Linked DNA regions of Hordeum vulgare: region 1 is linked to region 2. A link is a contact called in public Hi-C data. All regions are on one chromosome and are shown on one strand. The core of a region is the stretch at or near the end of the contact, and the rest is flanking DNA. Distances in the headings are between cores, read along the strand shown. Region 1 holds the start of LOC123397878 (FCS-Like Zinc finger 6-like). Region 2 holds the start of LOC123395186 (protein NO VEIN-like).

Region 1 (4,913 bases), core at 1,394-3,893, 170 kb after region 2:
CCATAATATAAAGGCAAAATAAAGGAAATGGTAAAGATCACCACGATTCTTGCATAAAGGTAAATACTAGAAAGTAAAGGTAACAGATAGGCCCTTCGTAGAGGGAAGCAGAGGTTTTCATGCGCTTTTCTAGTTGGATGCGCAATCCTTTAATGCAAAAGATCGTCACTTTATATTGCCCCTTGTGATAAAGAACTTTATTATGCAGTTTGTCGCTTTTATTTCTTCTATATCACAAGTTCGTATAAAGTTTATTTTCCTCACACTAATAGATCACACACATTTAAAGAGGAATTTTTATTGCTTGCACCGATGACAACTTACTTGAGGGATCTTACTCAATCCATAGGTAGGTGTGGTGGACTCTCAAGGCAAAACTGGGTTAAAGGTGTTTGGATGCACAAGTAGTATCTCTACTTGGTGCAGAAGTTTTTGGCTCATATGGGGTGGAAGAAAGCGACTCGCGTTGAAGGATCTATAACCATATAACTTCTATTCAGAAATAAGCAAACATAAGTCATTATGTTGTCTTCCTTGTCCAACATCAACTTATTGATATGTTTCAATGACTTGTTTTAGCCAAAAGTTGCCATGATAGATTTGAAGATCTTGAGATGAATTTAATGATGAAAACAGATTTTCAAATCAATTTTTTAATTAAGAGATGAAGCATTTTTGAGTCCAAAAAACCAAAAAAAATCCACTTATGTCATATGTTTGATGTGGAAGATGAATGGTTATGAAGGTGTGTGAACCATGTTACCTCGTTCCACACATGTGGGTGTTATCATTTAGATTTTTTTTGCCTGTGATGCAAAGGGAAACCATCCAGCCTATGCGTACCAAACACAAATGCACATTTCCATTGTTGTCTTGGGGTTTATGATTTAGGTAAAGACAAATGTGCACATTGCCGAATAACACCATGATGCAATAATATTGACTTGATCAACCTCATAAGCGGTTTTCTTCGTTCACATAGACATGGTTTCACTGCCATACTACTATAGATTTTGTTTATTATGCTTTGCATCTTTTTTCTAGTTTTACATTTTAGAATTCATAATCCTAAGTCTATAACCAAAGAGGGGGCACACTAGTTTGCAGTTACATGACACATCAAATGGAGTGAGAGCATATGTGAGTACGAAAATAGAAATCACACTCTTGGAACATAATATGTTGCACATCTAGAACTAATATTCCCTTTTATGTGTACAATGTAGAGTTGAAGTACTCACCACAAATTTTGAAACAACATATGCACATTGCAAGTTGAGTGCACTTATCGTTGTTTGTGGCTCTCCTTCCATTTGCTCCTTTTGTGTAGTAGTCAGTTAGGTATATATTTGTCTTCAAGACATACATGTATCAAATTCACAAAATACGTGCATCCATTTTTGTTTTTTGTTTTTTTAGTTGCAACATATAGCTTCTAAAGAAGGTGCATCATTACTTACGTAGCACTAGTGTCACTTTTTGAAGTAATCACATCGTCATGATTCTACACCCCAAGGGATCCACCTTCTCATTTCGAATCTTTGGTTAGGCATCTTTCTAGAATCAAAATCTGAGTTTATTTATGATGCCAAAATATCATTTATCATCAACTTTTCCCATGCAATTACATTTTCATTAATGTTGACAAGAAGTTTCTACATACTCGCTAGTCGGAATGATGAGCAAATTTACCAAACAATTAGAAATTTTGAATTTTCCAAAAAAAAAAAGATATGACAATGTGAATACCATTTTGTATCAACATTCAAAGGGATGTTCTCATTCGTATCGGCGTTTTTTTTGCAAATTCAAAATAGTGATAGATGTGTAGGCCTTGCACATAAGTGTAGATGATCCATGGTCTACTTCCCGGTGTCATTGTTTGTGACGCCCAACCATGAGAGTAGTGGTGGAGCTACACATGAACAAAACAATGCCTTGGCCCGCCCAGTCCAAGACCAGTAGACAAAGGAGTGAAAGTAAAACCGTGACAAATTTTGGGCTGCCCTGTAGCCTAAGCCGACTGGCTCACCCAACTTTTTAATAGTAGCCCCATTAATGCATGCGAGGTAGGGGGTCGAAAAGCAGAAAAGAAAAAGAAGTATAGTAAATATGTCGATAGCTGAATTGGATGATAGCATGATGCATGTTGTCCCTCTCAATTTTTCAACACAAGTTAGGCCCTCGTATATGCATTTTGTTGGTTTGAATTGGTCATTTCTCAATTACAAAGTAAATATATATGGGGTCTACAGTTGCTAGGCAACCCAACCACAAACTCGGCTTTCATCTCATGCATCGAGCTGCTGAATAACACCTCCTCTCTTTTGTCCTTCACAAAAAACTTCTCGGTCACACAAGCCAACAATAATGTTCACCCTCCTTCTACTAGTAGTAGCAAAGAGCAGCCAATGAAACTTGGCAAGAGGCGCCTGGAACCGCAATAAATTCGGCGAACGACGTTGCGACAGGCCCCCGACCGAGCGCCGGGAAGAGAACAAGCGCGCAGCAATCAGGCGCGAGCACGAGCGGCCCAGGGCCCAGGGCCCAGGGGAATAACAATCAGTGCGCTGACGTGGATCCGATCGGTCATGGGACCCCATCCGACGGCCCAGATCCTTTCCCCTCCCTTTTATCTTCCTCCCTCCCACCCTCTCGCAGTCGCAGATTCCCACCCTCTTCTTCCTCTCGTCTCCTCCTCTCCACACGCGCACGGACGCACTTCCATGGCCGCCGCCTCCTCCTCGTCCCCTCCTCTCAGCCCCGCTTCCTCGCGCTTTTTACGGACTATGCGAGCGTGCGTGTGCTAGGGTGGATCGTGCACACGGAGGCGTTTTGTTGGTGAAGGGAGGAGCTAGCTAGGCTGTGGTGTGGGGTGGAGCTTGCTGGGGTATGGCCTGCAAGAACGCGATGAGGAGAACGACGAGCTTGACGGAGGTCGCGCCGCCGTCCGTGCTGGCGGTGGTGTTGGAGGACGAGGACGAGGACGAGCAGGCCAGGACTGTGGTGCAGGCCGAAGAAGGTGGCGCCGACGGGGGGCAGGACTGGCTGGCGGCCCTAGGCGGCGGCAGCGGTGCCCCCGGGACGGACTGGCTCGCGGCGTACCGCGCGCGCGCGGCGCCGGCGCGGGCGGGGCTCCGGCGGAACTCGGCCGACTACTCCAAGGTCGAGACCGCTGCGTTCCTCCGCCACTGCGGCCTCTGCCGCCGCCTCCTCGGCCCCGGCCGCGACACCTTCATGTACAAGTACGTGAGCTAGCTGTCCGCCCCTGCACTCCATGCACGTGCATCCATGGCCAAGTTGTACCACTATCCAATATACTAATCCGTTGCTTTGCTTCTGCTTCTGCTTCCGTTGCACGATTTTTCAGGGGCGAGGCGGCCTTCTGCAGCCTCGAGTGCCGGCAGCAGCACATAACGCACGAGGAGTGGAAGGACAAGTGCACGTCAAGGTCGCCGGCGCCGGCGCCGGCGACCAGCCGCGGCCGCTCCGGCAAGACAGACACCGGCGGCACGGTGGCGGCGGCCTGATCAGGGCGCACGAGAGGCAGGCAGGCAGGCTATCATCTTCCGAAGCTACCAGCTCTAGAAGTTGTCGCTTCTCAGCGCTACGACGCATGTATTACTCGTACGCACGTTCGTACGTACGAACGCCTCGAAAACGAATCGATCTCTGCAGGCCGTCAGCCACCAGTGGTCGATCGATCGACCATCGCCTCAGTACGACTGCATAGTTTTTTTTTTATTAATCTTATAAGTATGTACTTGGAGCTCGATCGAATCCGTTTCTGAGATCGTTCCTTTCTACACTACTCCACTACTGATCGATTAATTAACTGCATCGCCTCATGATCTTATCTTGTTTGGCTGTGTTGTGCATCTTCGACGCTTCATATGGATGTAGTAGTACTGCGTAGACCGAACGCGTTAAACGAAATTGCACTTTAGTGAAGAGAGAAAGAAAAACAACCTTATCTTGCCTAGTGTGTAATCAAGTCTTGGCGATGTGTACAGTCAAAAAAGATGTGATCACTGTTGTTTTACGTGCTCGTGAGGCCGCCGCGGTTAAAGAAAATCATTGAACCAGTCGCGTGGTAATTAATCAATCCCGTGACCGTGAGAGGCGCTTCGGCAGTGGGCTTTACTACTAGTAGTACTACTACTAAACACTTGCGCACTAATTGCAACAATAAGACAAAATTCAGACAACTCTAGCAACTATTCCAATGTGCAACTGCAAGTATATATGCTGTCTCCATCCAAGTTTACAGTTAAACCCTTTACAGCCTGATCAAGTTTATTTTATTTTTTGGCAAAGTGATCAAAGTTTATATGAATAGTAGGTGGCACCGATAATATTCAGGCTCGGTTGGATCGGGCTACTTGCACCGTTTCCTTCCTAGACCTCTTTCTGGCAACCATAGTTGAACATGTGATGACAGAAGAATCAGACCATCAGGCGATCCTGGTTCGAGCGCAGGAGACAGCTCCATGTGTTGGTACCAGGGGAAGGGGGCAATTCAGATTTGAGGAGGCCTGGACCCGACATGACGGGTATGAAGGGATGGTTGCTGAGACATGGGATGAGGCTGGCTCGGTCTGTCAAGGCCTAGCTGGAGTCTGCCAGAAGCTGGGAAAGGTCACTGGGTCCATGCAACGATGGGCAAAATCAGTATTTGGTTCTGTACGAAAGCAAATTGTAAGACTGAAATCTGATCTAGTGGATGCGAAAGCCAGAGCCGGAGTGACTGGGTATACTACTGAGGTTCGGGACATTGAGGAGCAACTTAGGGAGGTTTACGAAAGGGAAGAGGTGATGTACAGGCAGCGATCTAGGATGGAATGGCTCAAGGCAGGAGATATGAACACGAAGTACTTTCAGAATAGGGCTTCACATCGGAAGAGAAAGAATAC
Region 2 (5,618 bases), core at 2,821-5,320:
ACGCTATTTTGACGTCTTGGGGGGCGTGGTTGGGCCGTCTTTCGGCCAAAAAGCATCCCCGGGCCTAATACCAAACCTAAAAAGGTGCCCTAGGGGCATCCTTTGGGGGGGAGATGCTCTAAGTGGTGGTGAAGTTCTCCCACCAAGAAGTTGTTGGTCCTTCCAGCTGGTGTGCGGCAAATCGCATCTTTTCCGCTTTAGTGCATCTAACATTAATCAGGTCTCTTTCCATCTTACGGAGCCAATCATCTGCCACCATGGGCTCAGTGCTGCTGGAAAAAGTTGGTGGATTCAGCGTCAAGAAACGGGTGAGGTTGTCGGCCTACGGTGGAGGGTTGTTGTTGGCTTAGTTCTGGATCAATATCTGCATCAGTGCATTCTGTTGCTGGATCAGCTGAGTGAGCTCCGGTGGGAAGTTGGATCCAGGATCACGTCTCACAGAGGCATCTGATGTTTTAGAGTGGATGAGAATTAGAATAAAACAAGGGTCTAAAGAAAAAATAACACTACTCATATGCATGCAACAATCATTAACACACTAAACATTCATTTATTCAACTCAAAGATGGTTCAATCTCGGGATACAAGTCTTACGACAAATCGAAACATCATCCTAATCGATCAACGAGAAAAAATAAAGATACCATGATGGTCATGACTAAGTGTCCTCCTCAGAACTCCATATTGGTGCGTCCTCCAATGGTGCTCTCCTCGTAGTCATCATCGTTGCTCACGAAGAGGCCATTGGCGTCATTCGGGTGAAGGTCTTCTCCCTGGTCCAGTTTCTCCTTCATGGTTGCAATATAAAGTTTCAAGTTCTTGATCCTCTCCAGAAAATCCTCGACTTCCTCTTCATGCCCGTAGTGGGTTCTACACGCTCCACCTCTAGTTCAACTTCACAGAACATCAGCTTCCTGATCGTCTTCGTGCTTCTGCGCAACTGAGTGTCCTAAGTGCTGATGTGAACCTCCAAGTCTTGGACGAATGAAATGATGGAGCCGTCATTCGTGGTGCGTACGATCTCTCCATCTACAGTCCTGCGGGAGATCATGGTCAGGTCTGATCCGATGAGATCGCCTCTGTACTTCTCCCTCGTGCGTCCAAGTGCACGATGAACTGTCATGTTTCTCCCAAGAATCCAAGTGGGAGAAACAAACTGGAAGTCGATGGGCTCTTGAGTACATGGCAGTTCATCGTGCACTTGGACGCATCAGGGAGGAGTACAGAGGCGATCTCATCGGATCAGACCTCACCATGATCTCTCGTAGGACTGCAAATGGATAGATTGTACGCACCAGGAATGACGGCTCCATCATTTCATTCGTCAAGACTTGGGGGTTCACATCAGGACTCTGGAGACTCAGCTGGGCAGAAGCACGAAGATGGTCAAAAAGCTGATGTTCAAATTCACTGAAGGATGAAGTGCGTGAATCCCACTACGAGAATGAAGAGGAAGTCAAGGATCTTCTAGAGAGGATCAAGAACTTGAAACTTTATATTGCAACCATTGAGAAGAAATTGGACCAGGGAGAAGATCTTCACTTGAATGACGTCAATGGCCAGCAACGATGATGACTACAAGGAGAGCACCATTGGAGGACGCACCAATATGAAGTTGCGAGGAGGACACTTAGTCATGACTACCATGCTACCTTTATTTTTTTCTCGTTGAGCGATTAGGCCGATGTTTCAATTTATCATAAGACTTGTATCCCGAGATTAAACCAGGTCTGAGTTTAATAAATGAATATTTGGTGTGTTAATGATTGTTGCATGCATATGGGTACTGTTATTTTCTCTTTAGACTCTTGTTCTATTCTAATTATCATCCACTGTAAAACATCAGATGCCTCTGAGACGTGACCCCGGATCCAACTTCCCACCGAACCTCACTCAGCTGATTTAGCAGCAGAATGCATCAGTGCAGATATTGATCCAGAACCAAGCCAACAACAACAACCCTTCACCACAGGCCGACAACCTCATCCGTTTCTTGAGGCTGAATCCACCATCTTTTTCCAACGGCACTGAGCCATGGTGGCAAATGATTGGCTCCGTAAGATGGAAAGAGAGTTGATTACCACTGGATGCACTGAAGCGGAAAATGTGCGATTTGCCGCACACCAGCTGGAAGGACCGACAGCTTCTTGGTGGGAGAACTTCACCACCACTTATCACATTGCCACTGTGATATGGGATCAATTCAAGCGGGCGTTCCGCACTGCACATGTCTCAGCTGGAGCCACGAGCTTGAAAAAGCATGGGTTTCGCAACTTACGCCGGGGCAACCGTTCTGTGGCTCGGTACGTGGACGAGTTCAACTTGTTGGCCAGATATGCTCCCACAGATGTGGCTGATGCTGCTACTAAGCAGGAGAAGATTTTGGAGGGACTTAATGATGAACTGAGCATTCAGTTGACCGTTCCTACCTTCAACAACTACCAGGAGCTGGTAGACAAGTTGAGCCTTTGGAACTGAAACTACCAGGAACTCCGACACAACAAATAATAATGAATTGAGTTTATTAATAATTGGGGTATGAGAATTGGTTTACGGAAACATCTCATTAACAACCAACCTTGTAGTAATATTTTTGTTTTTGCTTCTTTATTATAGGAAAAATCAACTTTTCGCTAAAACTTCAACTTATAGCCCCACCAGCCATACTTGCATATAGTATAGATAATTATTTTTACCAATTCTCTCTTGTGAATTTTCCAGCATTCAAAAATGCTGACCTACACGGCTGCAACGTGTCATGTTGCAGAGGTTTATTCCGCAAGGAGTGAGTCAACGTTCTACGTTCGATGATATGCCCTTGGAGTCGGATGGACTCGCTTTTTTCTACGTCTTATGCAGTAATTTATCTCATGAGTTGGCCTCCATCCAATTTATTATATTTGAAAATATATTATTTTTATAATAAAGACTCTACATGAGATTTCGATGTAATAAAGCAGATGTAATTGAACTTTGATGTATACACTGATGTAAAGAGACTTGACCGTTTAGACTACATACGGATGTATATAGACATTTTTAGAGTGTAGATTCACCCATTTTGCTCCTTATATAGTCATACTAAAATCTCTAAAAAGGCTTATAGGGCTTATATTTAGGAACAGATGGAGTATGAATTATGATGGAACAAGTACCATACACATAGACATAGGTGATTATTCCTCGAGACCCTAGTTATTATCTGAACGAAACATGGATTCACCATTATTAGATGTAAACTTATAAAGCATACCGTGTCAACTGGATGTTGACGGCACGGCTCGCTCCAGGTTGCTATAAACTCCTGCAGCTTATCCAAGCTAAGGATGTATTGTTCTTCTTCACGTTTTTGCTTCTTCTTCTTTGAGGGATGTTTGGACCAGGAGTCCGGGCAATCCTGCAGCTTATGAAAACCGAGGAGAGATGGTTTTTCCTCATGTTTTCGCTTCTTGGTGGGCCGTTCCACCACCCGAAACCAAGAGTCCGGCCAGTCGTGGTCGGAAAATTCATCATCTGAATCAACGCGCATGCGGAAGCCCGGCGACTTCTCTGTGGCACATTGCCCGCCTTGAGATCCGACGCCGGCCACGATCCCAGAAGAAAGTGCGGCCGCCAGGTGAGCAGGGGAGCCGGCTTGCTGGCCGAAGCCGCCGCCATCGCCACCGGATCCGCTCCCATCACCAAACACGATCTGGCCGGCATTACCCCCGCCGCTGCCGAAGTTGCCGGCGAACGGGCCGAAGCCGCTGCCGAAACCAGCGGTTCCACCGCCTAAACCGACACCGCGGCGGTGGCCATCGCCGTCGCCGCCGTTTCCTCGTCCAGCGCCGAAAGACCACGCCATCCCTGCATGCGGAGGGAATCCTCGCCAACGATCGAGATTGGGTAGGGATTCGAGCGGGATTGGGGAGAGAGCCAGGGAGAAGAGGGGACACGATAGAGAGGTGGGATTAAAGAGTAGTAATTCTTCAGCGATGGTCTGTGGGTTCGGTTACGCAGGGCAGGGGTTTTTCTTCGGCAAATGATTCCCCATTGACCGCACGATCCACCGGGAATTCAGAGATGAACGTCAGGATGTGCGTCGCTCTCAGATACGCATATCAGGCCAGCCAGAACAAGCCGGCTAGGATTTTAACCCAAGTACCAGATCCTACTCCCTCCGCAATTCTTTCCGGCAACAATTATCTTTACCTAATAATAAGGAGGCTATTGTTTCCGTCGGAAAACCCATCAAGATGATTTTACAAAAAAGTCCTTACTGTTTATGACAATTAAACTCGTAGTATATATTAAATATTTTTTAAAATACTCATATCTTTTAAACCATAACTCCAAATTTAACATATTATATATGAAATTTGATTAGAAAAATATGTAGAATTTAAATATGATATTATTTTATTTGTTAAACGTTTAATAAAAATAATATCTACGGTGTAATCTTAATAAATAAGTCATTATTTGTCTTTTTTTCATACCGGTACTCATCCGGATTAGGGATGAACACGTCAACAAAATCAGGATTAGAGATGAAACTGAAGGTCACTTGACTGATTCTTTGTACGTATTAAATCTACATGCAAGTCGTGTTAAAATAGAAGACCTCTGAAATTTTGAACTGCATTTTTGTAGGATAAGACGATCTTTATTTGTGTCGTAACTACAAATTCTTAGATTATAGACCATTTTTTATAAATTAAGAGCGTGTGGTATTTCTTTCTTCCGTTGCAACGCATGGGCCTTTTTGCTAGTTTAGATAAAAAAAAGTAGATGCATTTGTTTTTAAAAAAAACATCGTAAATGCCTATCATTCTTTGTTTATCAGTAGAAATATGCCAGTGTGTTACAACGACGGAAATAAATCATTTCATTCACTAGCAATCCATTAGTGTTGTCACTTTTTACTTCCACCACCAGAACATCCTTAATATGGTCATATTGTTCTCCCGTAAAAAATATGATCACATTGTCCACCTATTCACGATGAACGTAATCCATCCCAAGGCAATGATGCACTTTATCATCATACTCTAGTACAGCCTCACAAGCCCCCTAAGCTTGTAATTCTTTGGATTTATGATAATAGTGAGTAGAATCCATGTCTCGTCTACACTTGGTGCATGCACTATCTCAATGTATGTCCCTTGAAGCTTCAACTAATTTTTCAAAAGAACATGAAAGATCGTATGAAAGTGAAATCATTTAACATGTCCGGAATCAACTAATATATGTGACACCTTCAAATAATCTATGTAGCATCGACTGAGAACAGCAAAATAGAAATGCTCCTTTTTAAGTTTTTGGCATGGAATAACAATATATATATAAGAAGATCACACATTGTCAGCATCAATCATGTAAAGTAGATCTTGCTAACTCCACATACATGTAGAAAGGATAAATACATCATGTATTGTTTTTTCACTCGAGTGCAACACTGGATGCATACCATGGGAGGAAACTATTAATATCAAATGATTCAGAAGCATATAGCTACAACGCACAATACAGTTGGAATGCTAATGGAATAAAATTTAACAATTATTACTAAAACCATGCGGCCAAATGGCCAAAAATTTAGTGGGGCCATGTCATTTTGGGCCAAACGTGTTCATATA

What was found. A called contact is a pair of places that touch in the nucleus more often than the background predicts.
Region 1: a Hi-C map of seedling shows a contact between it and region 2, with 3 times the contacts expected there. The contact joins the promoter of LOC123397878 here to the promoter of LOC123395186 in region 2. A contact is called at or near these places in 2 of 6 Hi-C or Micro-C datasets (leaf and seedling).

The regions. Positions count from the first base shown.
Region 1 is chr5H:405,700,372-405,705,284 of MorexV3_pseudomolecules_assembly, forward strand. It overlaps LOC123397878 (FCS-Like Zinc finger 6-like), which reads left to right and starts at 2,644. Exons shown (of 2, transcript XM_045092397.1): 1 at 2,644-3,245; 2 at 3,371-3,806. The coding sequence starts at 2,893. The coding sequence ends at 3,530.
Region 2 is chr5H:405,524,135-405,529,752 of MorexV3_pseudomolecules_assembly, forward strand. LOC123395186 (protein NO VEIN-like) reads right to left here and starts at 4,071. Exons shown (of 11, transcript XM_045090126.1): 1 at 3,254-4,071. The coding sequence starts at 3,844.